3 separate regions of the Drosophila melanogaster genome follow, and all the other regions are linked to region 3. A link is a contact called in public Hi-C data. All regions are on one chromosome and are shown on one strand. The core of a region is the stretch at or near the end of the contact, and the rest is flanking DNA. Distances in the headings are between cores, read along the strand shown.

Region 1 (3,308 bases), core at 215-2,714, 71 kb after region 3:
GAGGAAAGTGAAATGTTAACCAAAGGAAAGACGCAAGTTTTTCAATGAAATCACGACTTAATGAGACCAGATCCAGGTTTAAGGGCAAGTACTCGAAGTTAACTCAATCGGAAGAAAGACACCACAAACTAACTACCGTTTCAATTATTTAAATAACTCAACCTAAAGAATATATATACACTTAAGCTAAATGAATTCAATATATACAAAATATATATACATCAATATTTTAAATAAACTGAGAGGCAGAAGGTCGCGTTGCTTTTGTTGAACGGAAGCGAAAGAATGGAACCAAATAAATTGTATGCTAAACTACAAAGAGTTTTCTTTAATTTGAATCAGATAAAATATTTGGTTAATGACACAAACACACATCTTTCAAGAGAGCTTAATCTTGAAATCGAATACAGCATCTTAAATATTTTGAGATTTCCATACTTATTTTTAAAATTGATTTTATTAAAATAAAATTAAACTTAATTTATGAGTTTGGTTATCAGTTGTAAGCTTCCTGATTCACAAGCTTTACATGATTCGTTAATTGAAATCGAACACGATGTCAAATAACATTAGCAGTTTTATTTGAGCTTTAACAAGATTGATCCATTAAAAAGGATTTAATGAATGCGATTATTATTCCAAATTCTTTTATTTCTTGTGATATTTTGACTAAAGTTGTATTATGAAAATACAGTCGAAAGAATTTTCAGCTTCCTCCTAAGCAAGAATTCATGGACTTGGTGAAATATTTTATTACATACAATATGATGAAGTCTGTTGTTATCCTGCAGAAATACATTACATATGTACATACACATATGTAACTCCAAAACATTACGTAAGGAGCTTACGTTTGTGGCGTAAGCCGCTATAAAGTGCGCGAAATGAAGCTGCGCGTCCTCTGCCAAGGACAATGCCCAACAGCATCCTGCCTCCCCGTGTCCTTTGACCCCTCTACCTCCCCGTTCTCTCCCACATATTTCAGTGACGTGATAAAATTCCATACTCTACCTATGAGTTTACCCAATATTTGTGACGTCAACGAAACGTTTATCGTACTTAAAGCGCGTTTGGAAATTTAGAATAAGCCGTAACCGCAAAAACAAAATTACTGAGAGATGAAAGTACAACAACAACTACATATGCAAAGGGGGAGATGAAAGAGAGAATAAGAACATGAGCGTAAATTTCCCAAAGCAAAAACAAAGTACTACGCAGCACGGAAAAAAATCACTTCTGTTTTTGAATTGGCCTAACATATTTTTTCAACCTAATAGGCGTTATTATACCTCTTTAATTATTACAGAGCCTTTTGGTATTTAAGAGAATATCTCTCTTATACCATCAAAGAATGAATAGCCATAAACAGCACGTATTTTCTCTCTGTGCATCGGTGTATTTGGAGTGCTTTTCTGCCGCTGTGCCGCTGCGAACGTCGACGAGGGAGGCCCGTCTATATCAATGCTATCAGTCGTTTTTGCGAATTCGAGGCGCGCGGTTCTGTTCCAGAAGCCCGCAGGAGGATTCCATTGGAACGAACCACTGATTTTGTCGTACATGTCCAAGTAACGGGGTGTTTTAAGTGCGTGCATGTGAACTGTAATTTCGTCCGCCGCTGTATATTTTAATATAATTACGTGCACTTTCTTTGTGCAAAAAAAACGGAACAAATCGAAAAAAAAGGGGAGATAAAGGAAAGTCTCTCTCTTCAAAGGACAATTCAAGTTCACGAATTCGAGTGGGAAGCTGCAGGGGCAACAACAAAACTCGTGTTTTTGTTTTTTACGCGGGTAAGTTCGATTTTCACCCGGTCTTTTGAACGTAGTTTGAGAGCCATTGGCATTTCCGAAAAAGCGACAAATAACACAGAACACCAAAATTTATACCAATCTGCCGGACAAAGTGATAAATTACCGGCTAGGGGGAAAAGCAGAAAAATATTTCAAAATAAATACAGAAACCTGAAACAACTTGAGTTCATTTTTAGTACAAATATACGTACCCATATCAATGTGAAACCTGTGTGAAAATAGCAGGTTTATATTTTCAAAATTTTCCACTGTTTTTAAAATATTGAAAAAAGAATTCATCTGATTATGCGATGCTTTTTTGCACTAATGACTTTTTATGATGACTTATTCTAAGAGATTTTAATATTTAAACTTTGAAATTTTAAACAAGTTTTCAAAATTTTTGATATAATTAAATTCCAATCAAGTCTGGAATTTTTACGAAATTTCGAATAGTTAAGTGTTTCTATCAATCAAAAGTGTTAAAAATTAATTTTTAGGTTTAAGTTTCACGATTATTTATAATTTATAGTTAGAATTAACTCAATTTTATTTATGATACAATTGGCGATAGTAATATAGTTTTACCTTGTCACGGGATACTGAAAACCAAACAATAAATAATTAACACAGATTACCATTAATATATAAAAACATATCGAAAACTTGTTGAGCATTAGGAAATATATATTTTTTGACGTCACAGATGAAGCCGAGAGGAAATGAAATTTTAAAATGAGCGTCAACGCAAAAAAATGTTGTTTGCCGATAAAAAGTATTACACTTTAATATTCTAAGTACTAGCGCAGATAGAGATTACAACCAGTAAAAGAATTGTATAAAAGAATTGTGAAAAATACATAAATTCATAGAGAAAGAGGGAGAAGTAAACCATTTCTAAGCGGCTTCTCGTGTCTTTTCCATTTCATTGTGTAAAATTGAAAGTGGTGCACTTGGTCAATCAGCGCATTTCCCTCTTTTAAATTTGTGTAGTAGAAATATGTCAGGGGTTGGAGCTCCCTAGTCTAAGCACTTGCCATGCGAATGTTTCGACAGTAAACAATGATTAATTAGGGACTGTGACATGCGTTTGGGAACTGAACTATGTCTATAGGGTCGAGTGGGGAACATGTTATTCCGCCTTCGATGGGGGAAAAGCTTTGTGCTGAGTTAAGCGTAAACTTGATGAGACACTGGAACGTGCCAAATGTCCACATGGTCTGTAAACAAATTCGATTCATAAAATACACGATCTACACACTTATTTATGGCATGATCCATCCCACTCTGCTAGCGTTAAATTCCCGAACATAAGTTTCCCAACCGCAAAGTACTTCCAGGTATCTGCCCAGCGATCTGAAAAAAACCCACTGGGCAAACCTTTCCAACCAAGTTATTGTCAAAATTCGATTTTTTTATATTAGTATGGGAAGGGGTATTATAAAAACTGGAAATAGAATCACGTACTTTGGAGAATCGCGAGAAATTCGCAACATTTTCTACTCGAAATAAAAAGTT
Region 2 (3,423 bases), core at 112-2,611, 93 kb before region 3:
TGTAATGTAATGTAATTGGATAATAAAAAATAAAATATAGTTCCGTTGTGTTTGATCTTTTTTGTATTACATGGGACTTCTTTTAATAAATGTTTCATTTGGGTCTTAAATTAGCTAAAATGTAAAACTGTAAGGGTATGTAAGCAACGGTTTTCTTTTTAGGTATCTTACCTACTTCTTATAAGATATTTATGTATAAAAGAATATTCTTATAAATATATAGAGTCGATGAAGTGGCCGAATGATTACACTTTAGATATTGTATTCTTTTAGTTTCATAAAAAAACGTGATTTTTGAGAACTTTTAAGAAAAAAAATTTTCATTTAATAAGAGAGCATATCATGCAAGTCCCTTGACCTATCATGCTTGACCTCATATATGCATATATGAGACACATATCAGCAGAAGCTATTACATTACATTCCTGCCAAACTAATCCCTTACCTTGCGACCCATTTGGTGCTCTCCTAGATCTGCTCGAGTTCCTTGTCGGCCTTTTTGCAGAATGAATCTAAGAGTTGGAACCCGAAGCTACTGGCAGGTGCCATGTTTATGGCGACGTCGCAGGACCGTAAGCCGTAGTAGCTGTGGCTGAACTCTAAGGATATGCGATAAACCTCGGCGCAAAAGATGTGACTATAATTCAAATGATCGTGCATTATGTGTTGAAGCTGGACCAACTTGGCCAAGTATCTCATTTGACTGTGGGTCAGTGGACGAGCAGTGAAGTTACGCTGCGACTCACAGCCTCCAGTCACCTTCTCCATGGGTAGTCCGAAGACGAGAGATATAGCCTCTGGCAAGGTGTACGGAATTCTTGTGTTGCTGCTCAGGCATACAGCCACAAAGGTATCAAATATTCCTCCCAACGAGATGCGTTGCCTATGCAACAGATGATCGGCGATCCGGTGGCTGTAGTGGATTACCTTGCGCGGCTGATCCGCCTCCAGAATCTTGGCCAGTTCCAGAAATATCAAGCCAAGGGCCTTGATGTCGAAAATGTACGTTCCATTGCACGTGGCTACCACCAAAATAGACGTGGGGTGATGTCGTCCGTAAAAACTGGGCTCCACCAGCAGCGATATGATCTTCTGATCCTTTATGTCCTTTAGTGCACTGTGGTATGTGGTATCCACCTGGTATATCAAAACAATTCGATCTAGTTGCTTCTCCAGGATTTCCAGTTCTCGTTTTCCGAAAGGGTAACGAATGTTTTCCGGGAGACTGTCCAGAGCAAAGCTCTCGTTTCCATCGCTCTTGTTCATTGTAATTTATGCTAATTTGCCTTAAGTTACTTTAAATACCAATTTTAATAGAAACTAACCTTTTCGGATAATAAAAGCTTTGAAAAGAACAACGACAGCAAATTTATCGATATCAAGAATTACATTGGAATCGAGATGGTATAAGGACAACAATTATCAGAACTATCGATTACCTTCCGACTTAGTTGATACACATTCCTCGGTTGGCTTACACACTCACCTCATTTAGCCAGGTCACACACCACACTGAAAAAATTAAATAAAAATCAATAGAGAATGCTATAGTCGACTTCCCCGACTATCTATCAGATACCCTTTACTCAGCCAGTAGAACGAAAGCGAAATTTCATAATTTTTTTGGGATATCGATAGATATTGAAGAATAAAATGAGGAAAAATTAAAAAATTGTGGGCGTGGCATTTCAAAGTGTGGCAGTCGTAATGTTTGAACTTTAGCATTAATTTGAGGTGTCTGTTTAGAAAGCACTTGTATTACTTTCTATTAACTATTAATAAGAAATACATTTTTTAATTACTACTTCCGGAAAAATGTCAAAATGCTTATGTGTGCTATTACTTGCTAACATTTATAGTCTTAAGACGCCCATTACTTAACCAAGTTTAAAGGAGCTTTGCCTTACAGCTCACCTATAATTAAGGGCATAGATAATGGAACTGGATTGGTTGCCAGGATATTGAATCGCTTATGATTTGACCACAAGTTAATCACCGACGATGCCCGAAGATTTGTAGCAATCCGATCGATTTGCTAACGGCCAGCTCACGGCAGGGGCCAGTCTAAAGTGGTCATCACCGCAAAATGGAACAAATAAGTGCTTCTTCGCAAATCCGCACCTTTCGCTCCGGCTAATAATAAAACCCGAAGCGATTGCACTGCAAAAGGTTAATTGGTTTGTAAGCGCATTGGATGGAAAACGACGAAAATAAAAAAGTGAAAGAAGATGGCAAAGGAGGTTTGCACACAATACTGGCCGTAATTCCAGGCAGCTGACTCAATCTAATTGGCGCACGCGGCGCATACTTAATGCGCTTAGATGCGGGCCCAGTGCTCCGCTTTCAACATTGCCATTTATATTGCCATTGGCACTGCAGGAGCCGCTTTGGTCCTTGTAATTAAATCGCGGCCCAGGCAACTGCAACATCACCGAATTGAGCCGTTCAAAGAGCAAATCAGGTTTAATTTTAATGCCCTGCTAAGTAAATTGAGTGTACCAAATATATCGCATTTGCTTATCTTCTTTGGGCTGTTGGATCTGCAAATAAATGTAATTGCTGACATATATGTAGTTAATATATACATAAATTTGGTGATATAAAATAAAATAATACATAAAGTAAATATTTAACTAAAAATGTATACAATACTGTCTTATTTTAAGATATGAATTACTTAGGTATATTTTAAATAATAAATAATTAATAATAAATAAATAAAAAAAAAGTTGATATTTTCTAAAACACGGCACATTACTATAAAGTAAACATTATTATTCCTGAATGTCCAAATCAAAGCAAATAAAGCTTACCTAATTACAAAACTATTGTCGAACAAAAAAAATCTAAGAGGCAAGAGACAAGTTCCCTATTATAATTAATATCATAAACAGCATTTTTCCATTGAATAATGAGGCAAATAACCAGGACTTTGCTTCAAAGCTCCCTTTTTGTTTAGTTTGCGTTTTGTTTCCGCTTTGCGCGTTGTCAATTATTGTTGCATACTTTGTGGCGAACAATGCAAAATGGTTAATGAGAGTGGTGGTGGTGGTGGCCCTCGGGTTTTACGGGCATTTGCGGGGTCTTTGGTTGGTGTTACAGGCTAACAAGAAAATCCCTCTATGCCAACACGCGTACACCGTAATTAAGAGACACTCCACTCCATTCCGTTCATCGGGGACGAGGCCGTTGGCCCTGGGCCGATGGGGAAACAATGGATGAACACACGCCGGGCCCGGCTTTTCCCCTTGACAAACCCCGATGCTGACCCAATTAGTGGAAGCCGGTCGGCATCCTTCCTCCGAATCTTCGATATACACGCTTTCGGATCTTTCTAGTTGCCAGGCCTGTGGGTTGCCACGTTAATTAAATTATCACGTGTCAATTAATGTAGCCAGGCCGAGCGAAACGCATCTGGAAAAA
Region 3 (3,295 bases), core at 217-2,716:
TTGCAAATTACGATGGACCAAGAACTAAAGTCTTGAAGCTGGAAGGATAAGGATGGAGTAAAAATGCGGAAGTTGACGCCACGGTCTCTTATAGTTTTCCAGGTAAATTTCTGCTCACATTTTCTACATTAGTCAGCATTAAAAATTTATTTGCTTTGAGTAGATTACACGCACCCGCAACAACAACGCTACGGGGCGGATTTTCCGAGCGGTGGAAGGACGAACCAGAAGTAACGGCTTCTAAAGTTTCTTCTCTTTTTTTTTTAACCGCATACCATGGGATAGAGACGTAAGGAGTACGAGATAACTGGGATATAAAAAGGGGGGACAGGCAGAGAAAAATGCCAGCTTCATGGGGTTTTTGGGGTGGATGGGTGGCTAGGTGGTTGGCAAAACAAATGAGCTGACTGCAAATTAAGTGCAGCTGCCAGTTTCACTTGGCCACGGCAACTACTTTAAACAAACTTTAACTGCGCTTTAAGTTTTCATTCACAGGGCGTGGCGAAGATCATAAATCCCTGCGATGCCCTCAACTTTTAAATAATGATGTCCGTCGTCACATTAACATAACGAGCTCTACATGCATACACCCCATCCAATTGTCTTGGTTTATCCAACTATTTGATCAATTAATTACACCCTCAAAAGCCAGTGTAAAATGCAAATATGGCTGGCTTTTCGAGTGGTGGAGTGTTTATTGTGTGTTGGCTAAGACAGTAACATTGTGAAACTATACTTAATTAACTATAGCTTTCACAAACTTCGCGTGCGCTTCTTTTCAAACTCTTCTCTCATCTCTTCTGTATGTATCGATATCATACCGCTTAATTATTTACAAACTATCGGCTTATGCCTTAATTATTTCTGGACAACAATCCGCTCATTCTTTTAACGCGATTATTGAATTTAATATAATATAATACGTTTAAGTATGTATATTATAAGCCAGACCATCAACCAAATAGTGAAACACTCTCAATGTTCTAACTATTCAATAATAATTTTATTTAAGCAAACGATAGAACTGTACTCTCTCGTTGTCTGCAAGCGAATAGCACGATTACTCTCTAACATGCATGGAAGAGGCAACAATGACAGAGTACAAAGAGAACAATAATAGAGCGCGTTTTCTCTTACATGATCCTCTTAATTTCATCACTCTCCACATACACGCAACTTTGCATAAGTGTGACTTTTGTATTATCAACAGCGATAATAACAAGTAACATGTAATAACCAATGCTCGAGAAGGAAATACCCTGTATGTTGTATTGTCATTAGCAATAGTGTTCAAAATAATATAATTCATAGTTATAGCTCCGCAACTAGAATTATATACCAAATCAAAATCAGTGAAATAAATTTAGACAAAAGTTATAATAACATTAGGTAGCCTAAACCACCTCGAAAGTATAGGGTATGGTATTATTGCCGTCACAATGAAATTGTCTCATAGCTAAAGAGCAATATACCTTCAAATCGAGACCGTATCGGACGTTTCTTAGCGAACATTTTTACTTTTATACATATATACTTTAATATACATATATATGTAGAGATATATATACAGTTTCCTGCCATAAAATGAAAACCCAAATAACAGACATTAATCATTTTGCTTTCTTTCGCATACTCGACATTCTGAAGAAAAACTGTGAAACACAGCATGGCGATGAAACTGAGGAGATCATAAAATACGCTGATATCCTTAATTTCGCTACCGCAAGCTTTAAATTTACACGAATCGTTAGGGACTGGGATATACATTTCTACACACGTTTGGCGATACATGAGTTGCATGTAGTTCCGCGGAGAAATATAACCATAAACCTTGACGCGATGTATAAAACTCTAAATGCAGAAACAGAGGAAGGAAGAAAGCATTTGGTGAACATCATAACTAGTATCGTATCAAATCCCAGTATTCGAAGACTTAAACTGAATAATCTCGATGCATTCTTTTACGAGGAGCACTCGAGTTTCGCTGATGAAATTTTAAAGATATTGCAATTGAAACGTAACAGCAAACCAATTGAGTTAATTCTTAATATACCAGGTAAATGGAATCCGTGTCTACACGCATATATTTTTCTATAACATAATTTTTACATTGCAGGTCGTGAAATACGTAACCTTCATGGCTTTCGAAATATCTCCAAGCTCATCCTAACGGCATCTATTGAAATTTCTGACCTTGAGAAATTTTGCCTTTATAACCCTAAATTGAGTACCTTGGAAGTGAATCAAAGTCACTTTTCCGACCATGGAAAGCTAGCTCAAATCGTTCCCCACTGCTCCAATTTAAAGAATTTAAAATTTATACTGGATGATAATGCATGGGATAATGATTACGTCAGACTATCGCGTTTAAATAGGCTACAAAAATTGATAATTCTGCTGCCTGAAAATAATGAAAATGATATGGAAATCGACATTGAATCGCACGAAGAAGAAGAAGATATGGGCATGTACTTCGAGGAAATTGGAGCAGTCTCAACTTATACGCGGTCCATTCCAATCTTTCAGCTCCTTAAAGCTTTACACGAAAAGGAAAAATCTACACTAAGGGAATTGCGTTTAGGTTTTAACATTGATGATGAAATGGTACAGCTTATTTCGAAATTAAATGAACTACGAGGGTTGGAGTGCGGATTTTATGATCCTAAAAGCGTTAGCCATTTTGTACAACACCCAAATCTTAAACGATTAAGCACACTCAATAAGGCTTCAATAATTACCGATGATTATGCAGCTTTGCTAGAAAAACAATGCACTATCTCAAATTTAGACACAAAAATTATTTTTAATGCTAAGGGAACCCTAAGTATATTTACAGAGAAGGTGGACATTCTTCGGTCGGGTAACTGTGAATCGTTTTTGAAACTGAAAAACCTTAAAAAAATATTTGTTCCTGACAATATGATCAAATATGAGAAAGCGACATTGGACCGGTTTTTAGCGCTCGGTGTGGAACTGATAGACTATAACAGTGCAAGTTCGGGCCTTGAGTCTGTTTCTGATTCTGGCCCAGATTATAGTTTTCTTTGGAACCATTCGGATGAAAATAAATAAATTAAACACATACACACACGCAGACATTTTACTGACAAACCAAAAAGGACAAGTATTTACTTAACAAGTAAGTTTGCTTTTTGATTAAACTCAACAAGCTTTCCGCTGCTGGAAATAATTTGTACCCCCTTTCTTGCAAATAGGCTACACTTCCTCACACTTCCATTCGCCCACCTGAATGACAGGTGTTTATTTTCAGGAAATGCAATTGAGCGGAATTTCA

The links. Hi-C and Micro-C count contacts between places; a contact is called where the count stands out from the background.
Region 1: a Hi-C map of the Kc167 cell line shows a contact between it and region 3, with 2.2 times the contacts expected there. A contact is called at or near these places in 6 of 107 Hi-C or Micro-C datasets (the Kc167 cell line, the OSC cell line, the S2 cell line and 1 more) and 2 of 7 datasets of targeted methods (the Kc167 cell line and the S2 cell line).
Region 2: a contact with region 3 is called in a Hi-C map of the Kc167 cell line, with 2.6 times the contacts expected there. A contact is called at or near these places in 14 of 107 Hi-C or Micro-C datasets (the Clone 8 cell line, the Kc167 cell line, the ML-DmBG3-c2 cell line and 5 more) and 3 of 7 datasets of targeted methods (the Kc167 cell line and the S2 cell line).

What each region holds. Positions count from the first base shown.
Region 1 is chr3L:12,841,262-12,844,569 of dm6, reverse strand. It overlaps nebu (nebulosa), which reads left to right and starts at 1,464. Exons shown (of 5, transcript NM_168523.2): 1 at 1,464-1,790. It overlaps CG10948, which reads left to right. Exons shown (of 7, transcript NM_168524.2): 7 at 1-316.
Region 2 is chr3L:13,004,755-13,008,177 of dm6, reverse strand. CG11263 reads right to left here and starts at 1,361. Exons shown (of 1, transcript NM_140361.2): 1 at 297-1,361. The coding sequence starts at 1,266. The coding sequence ends at 469.
Region 3 is chr3L:12,911,817-12,915,111 of dm6, reverse strand. CG32115 reads left to right here and starts at 1,466. Exons shown (of 2, transcript NM_168529.2): 1 at 1,466-2,056; 2 at 2,117-3,085. The coding sequence starts at 1,585. The coding sequence ends at 3,072.